Linked DNA regions of Mus musculus: region 2 is linked to region 1. The links are chromatin contacts, called in public promoter capture Hi-C maps. All regions are on one chromosome and are shown on one strand. Each heading gives the region's core, a stretch centred on a gene start, on an enhancer-like site or on the middle of the called end of the contact. The rest is flanking DNA. Distances are from core to core; before and after follow the strand shown. Region 1 holds the start of Plscr2 (phospholipid scramblase 2). Region 2 has its middle 140 kb from the start of 1700034K08Rik.

The links. Promoter capture Hi-C pulls out the DNA fragments that hold promoters and counts their contacts.
Region 2: a contact with region 1 is called in a promoter capture Hi-C map of the C10 cell line, with 3 times the contacts expected there. The contact joins the enhancer-like site here to the promoter of Plscr2 in region 1. A contact is called at or near these places in 5 of 39 promoter capture datasets (the 3T3-L1 cell line, the C10 cell line, cranial neural crest and 1 more) and 1 of 115 datasets of contacts at active chromatin or transcription factors (extraembryonic endoderm stem cells).

What each region holds. Positions count from the first base shown.
Region 1 is chr9:92,273,662-92,280,034 of GRCm38.p6, forward strand. Plscr2 (phospholipid scramblase 2) reads left to right here and starts at 1,941. Exons shown (of 8, transcript NM_008880.3): 1 at 1,941-2,352.
Region 2 is chr9:92,862,549-92,869,472 of GRCm38.p6, forward strand. No RefSeq gene overlaps it. Among named protein-coding and RNA genes, the nearest start is that of 1700034K08Rik, 140 kb to the right of the region's middle. Within about 2 kb of position 3,418, at least 9 of the 459 cell types and tissues checked have an H3K27ac peak or open chromatin away from gene starts, as enhancers often do.

The DNA.
Region 1 (6,373 bases), core at 691-3,190:
CTTCTCCATCTGTCAGTTATGAGCACACTCAGTCCTTCCTTCTGCAGTAGCATCTGTACCGTGGCTATGGACGACTGTTTCCATCTAGGGTTCTCCATGGGGTCCATTTTCTATGCCAGTTAAAGAATGAGATAGGTGGGTGGGGGAGGGGGAGGGGCTAGGGGATTTTCGGAGGAAAAACTAGGAAAGGGGATAACATTTGAAATGTAAATAAAGAAAATATCTAATTAAAAAAAAAAGAATGAAATAGCAGGAAAAATTTCAAGCTTGACAAGTACAAAAAGGAAAAATCTCCAGAAAGCAGCTGGACGCAGCCCTTGAGGAGAGGCCTGTACTGGGGGTAAGGAAAATAGATTTGGAGCAGACACACAGAGGAAAGAAAAGACCCTGGAAAAGCAGGAGGGGAAGGGGATGCCCAAGTTGAAAACCCACTTTTCTCAAGAGCTCGTTTTTGTTGTTTGGTTTTTTTTTTTTTCCCCTGAAGAGTCTTCCTCCCCTAGTTCAGGGCTTGTCATTTTAAAGATAGACAGGATGGTGGATCGGTCCACAACTGTTATATAAACATGGCCTGATCTGATCTGGTGAACTTGTCCAGAGAATCCATCAGCAGGGGTGAGGGGATGAGAGGCTAAGGAGAGGAGAAACCCTCTTTGAGGCCCTTGGTTTAGGCTGACTGGTTTTCACCTCTGATCAAGGGTGAGGAAGAAGCCTTTCATTATGTAGTCATGGCTCCCCCGCTCCCCCCCCCCCTTTGTCTGCCTATCAGGAGCTCTACTAGTCCCTCTCTAGAATTTTTATCTGTTGAGGAGTTTTTAAAAATTCTGTAGTCATTTTGTGGGGAGCAGTGAAGGGAGGCAGGAGAAACAGTCCAGCTTTGTGTGAAAGAAAAGCGAACTCAGGAAGTGAGGTGTCTGATGATTAACAAGTACACTTAAAGTTTAGACTTTACTGTGGTTGAGAGGTCACGAAAGCACTGAAAAGGGAGAGTCCAGAGTGCACCACACAGACAGGCTGAGCTGGGCCATGTGAGGAGAGGGGAGGGGAAGAGGAAGGCAGTAGAAGGGAGATAAGAGATGGTCTGCCAACTAAGGAGGGGATAGCCGGGGACAAGAGACTGGCCAAGAGGGTAAAGGATAGACCAAAAAACAAAACAAAACAACAACAACAAACCAAACAAACAAGGAAAACACCTAAAAAACAACAACCACAAACCAAACAAAAAGCAAGGCAAACCAAAAAAACATCCAGGTAACTTACATGATTGGATTTTATAGGGAAGAGCAGCCCAGCCTGTTGGCTGGAGGAGAATTTAGGGTACCAAACCAAATATGGCAGTCAGGCCCTGAAACGGGTAGGGAGTGAGGGATGCAGGGAGAACCAGGTAGCCAGCATTCAATTTCATATGTTAATGGAACTCAGCCCTTTGTCTCTGGTTTGAGACCTACTAAAGAGACTATTTCCAGCTTTTGTACTCAAGCTTGCATACTCTTCTCAATGACTAGAACATCTACAAGACATATATGTTAAAATTAGACTCTGCCTCCAGGTAGACAAAACACAAGCAGTCTTGTGGGTTTGGCTTGATATGACTAGCTGTTGCATCTGGAGAGCACTCTGGGTTGCCGTTCTGGTGCCATGAATATCGAGTGGCAGTATTTAATAAAGCCTCTTATTAAAACTTACCTGTGGTGGTGGTGAATCTCGGAGTGACCCCAGACCCATAACAGTCATAGGGAGACTCCGTCTCAAAGAGGCTCATTCACCTGAATGTGAACAACTGTCCCAAGATTGTGACAAAAATATAATAAGGAAAAATAATATTGGTGGTCCTACCGGCTCCTGCTGGTACTCAGTAGAAGAAGTTAGGCATTTGAGAACTATCGGGATATGCACTCTGACTCTCCTAACACAAAACAAAACAAAACAAAACAAGAAGGAAGGGAAAGCATTCCTGAGTCTCCTTTTGAATCAGTGCCAGCATTTGAAGAATGCAGTGGAGGTCAGAGTAAAGGGAATGCCAGTAAGTGTTCCTTTGGCGTTCCAGAACTGTGCACAGACCAGATATTCATTTCTACTGAGAGCCTCTGCCAGGAGCAGCTAACAATTCTCAAAGGACTTAGAACTCAGACAGGGTTTCAATTTGGTTGCGTATCTTTCCAGTCAGGAAAAGGAAATCTAAAGACTCAGGAAACAAAACCTAAACTGCCTCAAAGTCCAGGTGCTTTTTCTCCCTGACTTTAGTCTAGTGGAGTAGTGCAGCACCTATGCCTTTCTGAGAGGAGTCTGGAGAGCTGAGTCGCTGCTGGTGCTAGGATTCTAGGAATTCGCCTCACTTGGAGCTGCATGAGAAAGGTAAGCCAGATGCCCTCTAAAGAGATCCATGACCTTCACCGGACCCAGAACTTTTATAAGCCCTGCGAAGAGAAATCTGAGGGTGGAGATTTAAGCTGGAAGTTAGGAAAGGTGACCAAGAAGGTGACTGGGAAGGGGAGGTGGGCACACGGGCAAGGGAAGTACCTCTGCCTGGAGAGGTAAAATGTAGTTCAGTCAGGTTTGTCTGTGGGCAGGTAGGAGTTTCGGGTTATTTTCCTGTATCTTGTAACAAGCAGCCAGCCAGTTATTCACTTGTCCAGTGGATATTGCCTTTATGTGTTCTATTTCTTTCCATTTCAAGCCTCTTGGTTGTAAACAAAATTTCCTGTTTTATTAGGAGAAGGCTCTTAACTTATTGGAGGTCAGAGGCACCTCTTGTACTTTTGTAAAACAAACAAACAACCCCGTTAATTTTAGACACAAAGAGGCCGAAAGTACAGCGACTCCTCATGACTGAGTAATCAGACTTTGACAGCTGGCAGTTGGAACCAGTACCTGGGAGGTCTCACACATACGTTCAAGAGTAACTTGGCCCAGATAGCTCACCTCCAAGGGCCACTCTCAAAAGACAGTTATAGCTATAAACCATATTATTTAACAAGCAAGTGGAGTACCCGCATATCTATAGACAAAGCAGGAGCGTTAAGGCCAGTAATTGTTCTTATCGGTTTTAGTTAGACACACATTCCCTTTTAAGAGGGTGTTTTGAGAGTCTGCTTGCCTCTTTCTTGCAGCATATTTTATTAACCTTTTACGAATATCATTTCTGGTCTAGTGACTGCTATTACCTTATGCCTCTGCTTGTTATCCCCCTGGCCAGAGTCTATACCATTTGTACAGGGTGCTTTAAGCCAGGAGCTATGCCACTTATGATACCAAATGAGAAGATAATGGAGTTGCATATGCCATAAATAATACCTGGGAAGTAGTAGATGGCTCTTTTCTACTTATTTTTCTCCTACCTAGCATCCCATACCACATCCTGTCTGAAAAGATCACATGAGGCCCCAGTTCAACTTAATAATACCATTTCACAGTTAAGTGCAATCCTTAATCAAGGCCATCGAGGAGGGGGATTAGAGAAACATATCACAAAGCCTGCTAGCTATTGAAGGATAAGTATTAATTGGAACCCAAACTAGGCTTGGCATTTTATAGTACCAAGAGCTCAGAAAAGACAGAGCAGACTGTGTGTGCCCACACTGCCCACTCAGGCTGCCTGAGTGTGACCCTCTCTCAACTCCTTCACATCCGCAGACTCTGGACCAGTCTCCATGTATACTGTTTCAGCTACTCTTACAAATTACGCAACAAATTCTATTACGAATACAAGTTAAAGTCTAGTACAAGACCTAATAGGTTAAATTGATTTTACATCAATTAGTATAGGTTGTTAGAGTAGCTGCTGCTACCATAAAGGACTAGGTGACAGTTGGCTTTTATTATGTCAAATATTTAAATACTTAAATAAGAAATGTTTGTATAAATATGTGTGTGCATGCCCATTCTCTACAATTTATGATTAATATCACTCAGCTTGAATGTCTGGGTGTTAATTAAAATAAACAGTTTTTATTATTTATTTATTTATATTTAATTATTTAATGTTTGTTTATTATTCTAAATTTTGTTTTATTAAACACTTAAAATTGTTTCTTACCTTAGGAGAATTAACATGGCCAGGAGAACAGATCCAATTAAAAGGCTGTTCTGTCCTTCATAAGAAAGATGCCTTGATTGAAGTTGCTAAGAATCTCCCTAAAACTTGATGGATGTAGTTTGTTTTGTGTGTGTGTGTCTTCTGGTGAACTGAGCAAATAAGCACAAAGGATTTTAATCATTTTAGTTCGTGTGACTAGGGAGCTAAATGTTATCAATAGTTACTTTTACCTCATCGGTTTAGTATCTGTTATGTGGAGGAAAGCAGATGATCTGGAACAGTGAGGAAGGAAGCACAGGCTTGTCCAGGGAGGGTTCGCAGGGATAATGAAGTGACCAAATAAAGGCACTCGGCTCTTTTCTGCAGCCCTTTGTCAATAGGTGCTCCTCCTGACTCTCTTATGTTAAGACTCATAGTAAAGTAACAGGGTAGGAAGAAGGGAGCAGGAACGTGCATCAGTGAACATATTTTAGAATCTGTTCTGTGTAAAGAGTGGGCGGTTGCCACTTGGAAATGTAACCCTCATTTATTCCCATTAGGTGCATATAGGGCAGAGACCACCAACGACTTAAGATCCACCTGACACACAGCATTTCTTTTTTACATATTTCCAACTTCCCAGCATGCTCTTGGGTCCTAATTTGCATTAGATTTCTCAGTTAGTCAAGCCAAAAGATGAGATCTTCTTAAAACTAGACAAGAAATATTACCGTACATATGTATAGATCTACAGTACAAACGTTATAATCTTAATTCAACTGTTAACTCAACTGAAAATAAAAAATTAAAATTTGAAAATTTTAATATAAAATAAGGAAAACTTGCCTATATTCCTTATAGAAGTCATTGATGATTTGCCATTAGGTGTACTTTTCTGACAAAGAGGCAAAGTGAAAATAATGGTCAGTCATCTTTGAATTGTTGTTAACATTTGTTGGAAGTTTTCAGAACCTTCATTAGCCAAGCAGTATCAATGAAGAATGATGTCTTATTAAAAATTGGGGAAGATTAAAACTTTACACACAGGTTAAATATGTCGCATGTCACGATCAAAAGGGTTCCTACCCATTTCTACCTCTGGTTCACTGGACTCTTCACCCAAAGGCTTTTAGAAAATTGCTAACCATCATGGGCCAGCCACCAATTTCAGGTCTTTCTGAAAACTCCATATGGCACGAGAGTCAAAGCCAGAGGTTTAACTGGATAGATAATGCTAAATCAGATAACTGAAGAACACTAGCCTACTGGTCTAGGGAACTCCAAGGCATCTTGTTTGAGCCAATCAGTGAAAATGGGTTGTATTCACAGAAGGTCTTCTCTTCTCCATCATGGACAGACACTGTAAATCCTTTCGTTTTTCTCCCTATTAAGTTAATTTTGTTTACCTATTCTCTTCTGAAATGTTTGGCTTTGTTTTGTAGTTTTGGTTTTGGTTTTAGTTTTGGTTTTCATTTTTGAGTTTTTGACCAGTGTTTCTTTCTGTAACCCTGCCTGTTCTGGAATTTACTCTGTAGACACGGCTAGAATCCAATTCTAAGATTCCCCTGCCTCTGCCTCTCAAGTGCTGGCATTCAGCCATGCATTTTTGTATTTATGCTACAGAATCCAATGCCTATGTCAATATTTCAACAACAGAGAAGATGTATGCAAAAATATCCAATGCTATGAATTTTTCCCATATAGCCATTGGGAAAGCTAAATATTAGGCTTGTTGGTACACATATTATATATGTAGAATGCATTTCAGTTGGACAGTTTTCTGCTTCTGTGTACATTTTATATACACAAAGCTTACTGTAGTCACACAAATTAAAAAAATATAATTGTAATTAATCAGTCTATTCTTACAAGCCCTCAGATGCATACCTTTGTATATTTCCATAGCACTGACTTAAGTGAACACCAAACATGATGCTTTGTGCTTTTGCTCTAAATATTTTTTTAAGTTAAATGTGTATCTATCAAGTGTTTAACAAAAGATTTTGCCATGTTAGAGTTTTAAGGTTCTCGTCAAAAGAGAAAAAGAAAATGCCTTCCTGAAATGATCTTGCCCTTCCTTCCCTTGGTTAATGTAGAACTCACAATAAAATAATGTGTCTTTCATCAAGTCAGCCTTGATGAGTATATGAGACCATCTCGAGGACCATATTCCTTATATTTCCCCCAAGTAGATCTTTATTAACAATGTCAGCATTGACTTATTTTCATGAAAGGCTTTAAAATGCTTAAAATTTATGTAGACTTGTTACATTATCCTTCACAAGCTTCAGGATGGTTCATTTCAGCTTAGAAAGATCCATTTGGGTATGGGCATATTTAATTCTTTGGCTTCACAGATAT
Region 2 (6,924 bases), core at 2,168-4,667, 590 kb after region 1:
AAACAGGAGAAAAGATAAAAAGAAACCCGAAGCAAACTTACAGTCTTTCTGATAGAGGTTGTATCACTAAATGCAATTAGTTCTGTCTTCTCACAACATAAGGAGAGAGGTGCTCTTCCCCTGATGACATTTCACAGAAAACAACTCTTAGGCTTTGGAAAAGGACATTCTTGGGTCACTGCAGTAGCAAGAGGCTCATACAGCATCTAAAAAGATTCACATACTTTTAGAGATAGAAAAAAAATCTAGAATAAATTCTGTAAGAAAGCAAAGGCATCTCTTAATCTTACATGAAAATAATTAATGAAGTCTCTTTAATTCTTGTTTGTCCTTGGACCCAATCTGAGTTTGACTTATATTTTGACTCACGTTTTTATTGTAAAATGTCACAAACTAACAAAGCCAGTATTCTGTGAAGGGGTGCACACACACACACACACACACACACACACACACACACACATGGAAATCATAGATTCTGCAGATAGATTTGCTGCTAGGGACTGGATATGAGGAATTAGACTCCGGAGTGTTCGAAGACTCTTTCTGGCACAGGAAAGGCAGAAATGCTCTACAGTGGAAGGATGAGATGAGTTCTTTCCAATGTGACCCTCTTAAGAAATTACCATAGCCACTCAGACTCCTCAGATGTCAGCTGAACACTGTGACTCTCAAGACTATTCTTGTAGGATAGACCCAGGACAGGTTTGGCAGTGGTCTAGCTTGACAAGCCACTGTTTAATAGCTCATGATCCATGGAAGGGAACACTTACATCAACTGCATAGGTTCAGTGTTCAAGGATCTAAATAGGGTTTTTGGAAGACCCACTGAAGCTGGTGAAGATGAAACCCATAACAAGGTAGAGTTGAACCACACATTTCCAAAACTTCTTGCATTTAGCAGAGCTATATAGCCTTAGACTGAGAGCATAAGGCAACAGAGTGTCTTGTTGGTTATGATCTAGAGTGAGGTCTTCAGTTTTTTGTGATCTTAACTTTCTCATCTCCACAATGGGAAGCTTGCCTTTATCTCATATAAAGGAAATGTTTGTGTGTTTGTTCTCCTTACATTCTAACAGTTAGAAATTGTTAGCATGTTCCTTTTTTAAAATTATTGGATATTTTCTTTATTTCCATTTCAAATTTTGTCCCCTTTCCTGGTTACCCCCCCTTGGAAACCCCTCATCCTACTGCCCCTCCCACTGCTTCTATGAGGGTGTTCCCCAACCAACCCATCCACTCCTGACTCAACCCACTCGAATTCCCCTACAGTAGGATATCGAGCCTTCACAGGACCAAGGGCCTCTCCTCCCATTGATGCTGCTCCCATCCTCTGTTTAGCATGCCTCTTTCACTTACGTTCTAGTTATGTTCACTGTATTTCTTAAGACATAGCAACGCCATTACGGTATACTGTCTGTTCTATACAAAGGTGTACTTTATAAATAATGGCAGAGGAGAATTGATTACTGAATGACAAATGGTGGTTAGAATAGGTGTGGCTTACCCCATAATCAAGCTTTTGTTCTAAATCAACTGAAGGTTAGAATGAATTCTGTTTCTCTTTCATTTGGAAGTATCTGAAATTCTTTGGAATGTTTTAAAACTCCTGCTCTTTTCTTTCTGTTGGTCATTAAATCATTCCTAAAGTTTTATTTAGTCCCCTCATTCATCGTCAGGCCTTCCCACAGAAAATGCCATTACTAAATTTACCTGGAAAGTCAGTATAATTGGAAAGTCAGACAGAAGATACCCCTGACCTTAAGCCTTCCTACCTCTGAAATCACAGTGACTGTCTCACTATATTTAGGTCCTATAATTAACATGCCACATTAGATATGAGCCTTCTTCCTAGTAATTTGCTCATTTCTCCTTTCAGAAGGACAGTCTTTCCTGGTTCCTGCACTCTGTGGGAGCTTCGTAGTCACCTCACCTTGTTCCAGTCAGTTCTTTGGTTTTCAGCAATTCTTTGTCCTTTGTTGTTGTTGTTGTTTGTTTGTTTTTTGTTTTTTTCCTTTTCTTTATTTTTATTTTTATTTATTATTTTTTTTTCAAGACAGGGTTTCTCTGTGTAGCCCTGATTGTCCTAGAACTTACCCTGTAGACCAGGCTGGCCTCAAACTCAGAAATCCGCTGCCCCTGCCTCCCAAGCGTTGGGATTAAAGGCATGTACCACCACTGCCCAACAGCAAGTCTTTGTTTTACCTGTTACATGACTGGGCATCCAAATTTAGAGCCCATTATGCCATGCAATACTAGAAACTTTTCTCAAAGGCTTATACACACTAACGATTATTATCTCAGCTTCTCTCACCTCAAGCTCTCCACACTTTTGTTTGCCACATTCAATGGAAAAAGTAGCATCTCTCAATTTTCCAAATTGACAAATAATGATTATTGAATACATAACATTTTTCCTGTAATATTGAAGGCAATATCCTCCATCACGGCCTATTAAACCTATTAAGCTCCTTGTTTTCTTCACACTTTCCTCTGATTGGAACCCTGTTGTGGATAGCCCTGGGGCTAATTATATTTGATATTAATTCCGTTCTCTTGTGAATGGCTTCGAACAAGGAATGAGTAAGCACTCACAGGTGATTTCCTGTAAACCTGCTTCCCACCTTAATTTGTAAAATAAAGGACAGCTGATGATTGGGCAGATAAAAAGGAAGGTGGAGGGAAGGTGGGGGGAAGAGGGAGAAGAAGAAGAAAATGGAAGAGGGAGAGGACTCAGAGAAGGAGGAAGAAGAAAAGCAGAGCAGAAGCACATGGCCTGGAGAAACTGCAAGTTCTAAGAGGTCTCATAGATGTGGAAGATGGTAGTGTAGTGGTAGATCTGCCCAATCTAGGCGTACAGCATGTATTCATATTAATTGAGTTGTGTTTTCATTGCGGGTGCATATTTGGGTTGGAGATTTACTGCAACAGAATCCTGTGTCCTCTCTACCTTCCAGTTTCTATATGGAATATGCTGCCTTATATTCCTTGCATAGAAACTCCTTGCTATATCAAGATCCTGTTTAGATGTCACTAATGCATGTTTTAAGTGTGGAAGTTTGGGTCATTTTAAAAGTGATTGTCCTAAGAATAAAGGTGCTGAGAGTGGGCAAGCCGGCTGTGTTCCAGGAGTTTGTCCTCGGTGCAGGAAGGGCAACCGTTGGGCTATGGTGTGTAAATCCAAGTCAGACATTACTGGCTGTCCATTGCCGGGAAACAAGAGGAGGGACCAGCCCCAGGCCCTGAAATACCCACGGCAAGCAGTTTATGGGGCCTTGATCAGAACCTTTGTCTTGGCTTCATTATCTTTTCTCGCAGTCTAAGTCTCTTTCAGTCCCAGCCTGCCTTCCAGAAACACCCAGTTCATGTAAGCCGTGGGTCGGCTTACAACATGTCACCACTACAGAGATATAGATTACGAAACATAAAGTGGTTCCCCAAGGTTATCTCTGTTGATTTATATTGAGATAAGGCTCTTGGCTGCTCTAAGTTACTCCAGAAAACTGGTTTTTCAGGCTGGTCCTGGCCTTGAGAGACCCCATTGTATAAATAGGTTTAATTCTACCTTGATGATGTAAGATGACTCTGCCATTGAGTAGACACACGAACAATATCGACTGTCTTGTACCAGCTATGCTACACACTGATAAATAAATGCCTTATTCCCAAGAGTAGAAAGAATTCCAACCTAAAGTATTTAAGTGAACAGAAATAATAGAAGCACGTAGGTATATCCAAAGCATAGCATAGTTACCAGGTCCAACAACTTACCATACACATCAGACCAAGGAAAGGGAGTCGATTTCTCACTTGGACTCCAGTAAAAAGTAAACAACCAATTCTGTGATAATGATCTAAAACCATCTGTCTCCGTGGATCTATTATCTAACCATCGTGTGTGTGTGAAGGACAGGAAACAGAGATCTCCAGATTATCCTGGGTGTATCAGTTTGGTGCAAGTCCCAGTTAGTCTCCCCTCCTGGGAGGGGGGGGAAGGGAGTGCGGGGTGCCTCAGTTTGGCCCAGTTCCAAGAGTTCCAAGTGTTGATGCTGTCTTCTCAACAGCCATCTGCCTATACTTCTGTTCTTCTGTCTAGGCTTGTTATCCATCCATCCATCCATCCATCCATCCATCCATCCATCCATCCATCCTTTTATTTCTTCATCTGGACCTATTATGGTGTCTTTCTTGCTGCACCAGGACTTCTCTTTACTGCTCTGCTCTCAAGCCCATGAGCTTCAGCAGCCCGATTTACAGCAGTAGCATTTCCCTGAAGCCCTGAAGCCTCATCGGTAGAGACCTTATTTACATTTCTATCAGCTTACTGCTGGAACCCCATGGAAACCCCTGGAAACCCTGCCTCAGCCTCAGCTCTTTGCCTTTATTCCATAACCGACATTCATGTAGCTAGGCAGAAAGATTTATCGTGCCCTGAGATCTGGATTTAATAATTAAGATGCAAATAAAGCAACCTGTGTTTGTCTATGCCAGGTTTCCAAGGAAAAGTGGGGTTGTCAGATCGTTGCCATTGGACCTGAGGTTTCTTGTGAGTTTATGGTTATTCGATTAATTCTGACATTGTGGAAGGACAGTGCATCTTTGTCTGAGTATCTCACATGCTGCCCTCATAGCAATCTATTATTTTCTACAAAGTCCAATTTTATCCCAGCAGTTACCTCTACTATATTGTCATTCTTGAAGGTGGAGGTGTTACTTAGTCCTCATGTCTCCTTTCCTAATGTTTAATTCAATATTTGATGCAGGGTACAAGGGCTGCTTTCCAGTCTTCCGTATGGACCTGACACTATTATCTCACTACCTCATATGCTGCCTACCTGGTTCAAGTGGACTGAATATACTGAACTCAGTATTCCCAATATTGTGGGTTATACTCAGAGTTGTATTTGGAGATGACTTTTATTAAGCCCCAGCCTTGACCAGAAACATTTATAAGTGATTTCTAAGACTGTCTGTACTTTTTGTGACCCAGAAAACTCATGGGCTCATGGTTCTCATCATTTCTTGATCCTTGGACCTCAGCATTTGGAATGCTCTGAAATGAGAATTTTTAGCCATATGAGGCCATTATCAGAAACTCTTGTCATATGCTCTGAGGCCTCTCTTCATTTAGAGTGCTTCAGACCAGATTTGTACTGCTTGGCTGAGCAGACATTACTGAGTTCAATCCCATAGGTGAGTCCCAGTTCCCTGAAGCAATCTGGCTCTCTATATCCCTTGCCATAGAGACTTTTATTTATAGGAAGACAGAGCCAAAGTCATATAAAGCAACATTTAACTACTTTATAACTCACATGTATATCAATAATATTAAATGGTAGCATAAAACTAAAAAATAATCAGATTACACTTATTGAACTTATTAGCTGGTCAACGTAATATTAATTTTCTATTATTTTGTTTACTGGTTTTGAGTTTTTGAGCAGATATAGTGCTTATATGAAGCAACAAATATGGATTCTATTTTATCATAGTACAAACAGGCCTTGAAAATATCATGTTACTTCTTATTTAGCAGGACAGATTTGAACTTCAATTCCATTTTAAAAATTATTTATCTAATAACTAAAATACTCTGACCTTTCTTTTGTTTAAGAAAAATTCCTAGCTGATGATTTTGTTGTCAGCCTGTATGACCTTTAATTTTCATGTTAGCTGAATGAAATATAAACATTCACTTCATTTTCATAAGCATAAGTCTGTTGTATTTCCAAACATCTAGTTCATTAGCATTTTTAAAACTTGAAACATATACTTCAGCTTTTGCACAAAAAGTACTTTGGGTACACACACACACACATACATGCACACATTAAATTTCACTGAGAAAGGAATTCCTAAGGCAAACAGAAAGAAAGAAAGAGTGATCCTTTCTTCCATACAAACATCTCCCATGATACTGTAGCTACTCAGAAATCTGTGCCCACATCAAATGCTGAGCTGGGCAGGAGAATGCTTCTCCCTGTCATCCCAGCACTTCTAACACAGTGACAGGAAGAAACTACAAGTGAAGCAGGCCTGAGTTGTGTAATAAGACTGTGTCTCAAAACAAACCAAGAAATGTACAGGTACTGTAAGACCCCCATTCGGGGACCCCCGCTAGACTCGGGAGAGAGAGAGTGCCCAAAGAAACATGAGAATCCTTCTTGCTGTAAGCACATGAGGCAGTTTAATGGCGGAGCTCGGGATCGAAACCTATCTTATGCAGGAGACAGTGGGTTCGACCCCGAGGCTCGAAAACTAGGGGTTTTTATGGGGTAAAGGGCTTAGGGGTGGGGAATTCAGCATAGCGACACACTATTGGCTTATTCAAACATCAGCAGAAAAATTACATGCAGGTCAGGGTGTCAGAGTTCTGTGAGTTGTTGACTCAGTTCAGATAGCCCTGTTATGTCCTCACATTCCTCTTTATCTTTTTGGTCAAGCTGTTCCCAGGAATGCCTGGGTTTGTTTTTCTTTGTTTTCAGCCCAGGCAGCCTCTAGGCTCACAAACAACCAGCAATTTCTGAGTACTTTATATGACTTACAGGTCTTGAAATTTCATCTTTCTTTCAGTACTATGTTGAATGAACACATTCTTTGGTTCAGACTGATTTAAAAATGGTGACATTTTGTGCTAAGTAAATCTTTCACTTTTGTTCTTTTATATTGATCAAAGTAGCTGGGAAATAAGTCTCAGAATCTACTACCATTAAAATCTGAATAAGAGGCTCCATGTTGAAACCCAGCTCTTGCGGGAAGAAAAGGAAATACCCCACTTGTCCCAGTTTTAATTTCTTCTTTTAAAAAAATCAAGTATAATAGCAAAAGATTTTACAAATTTTACAAATGCTAAATGAAGTTTTTTTTTCATCTTTTTTTTTCTTTTGTGGTGGTGGTTTAAAGAGAATGGGCCCCATGGACTCA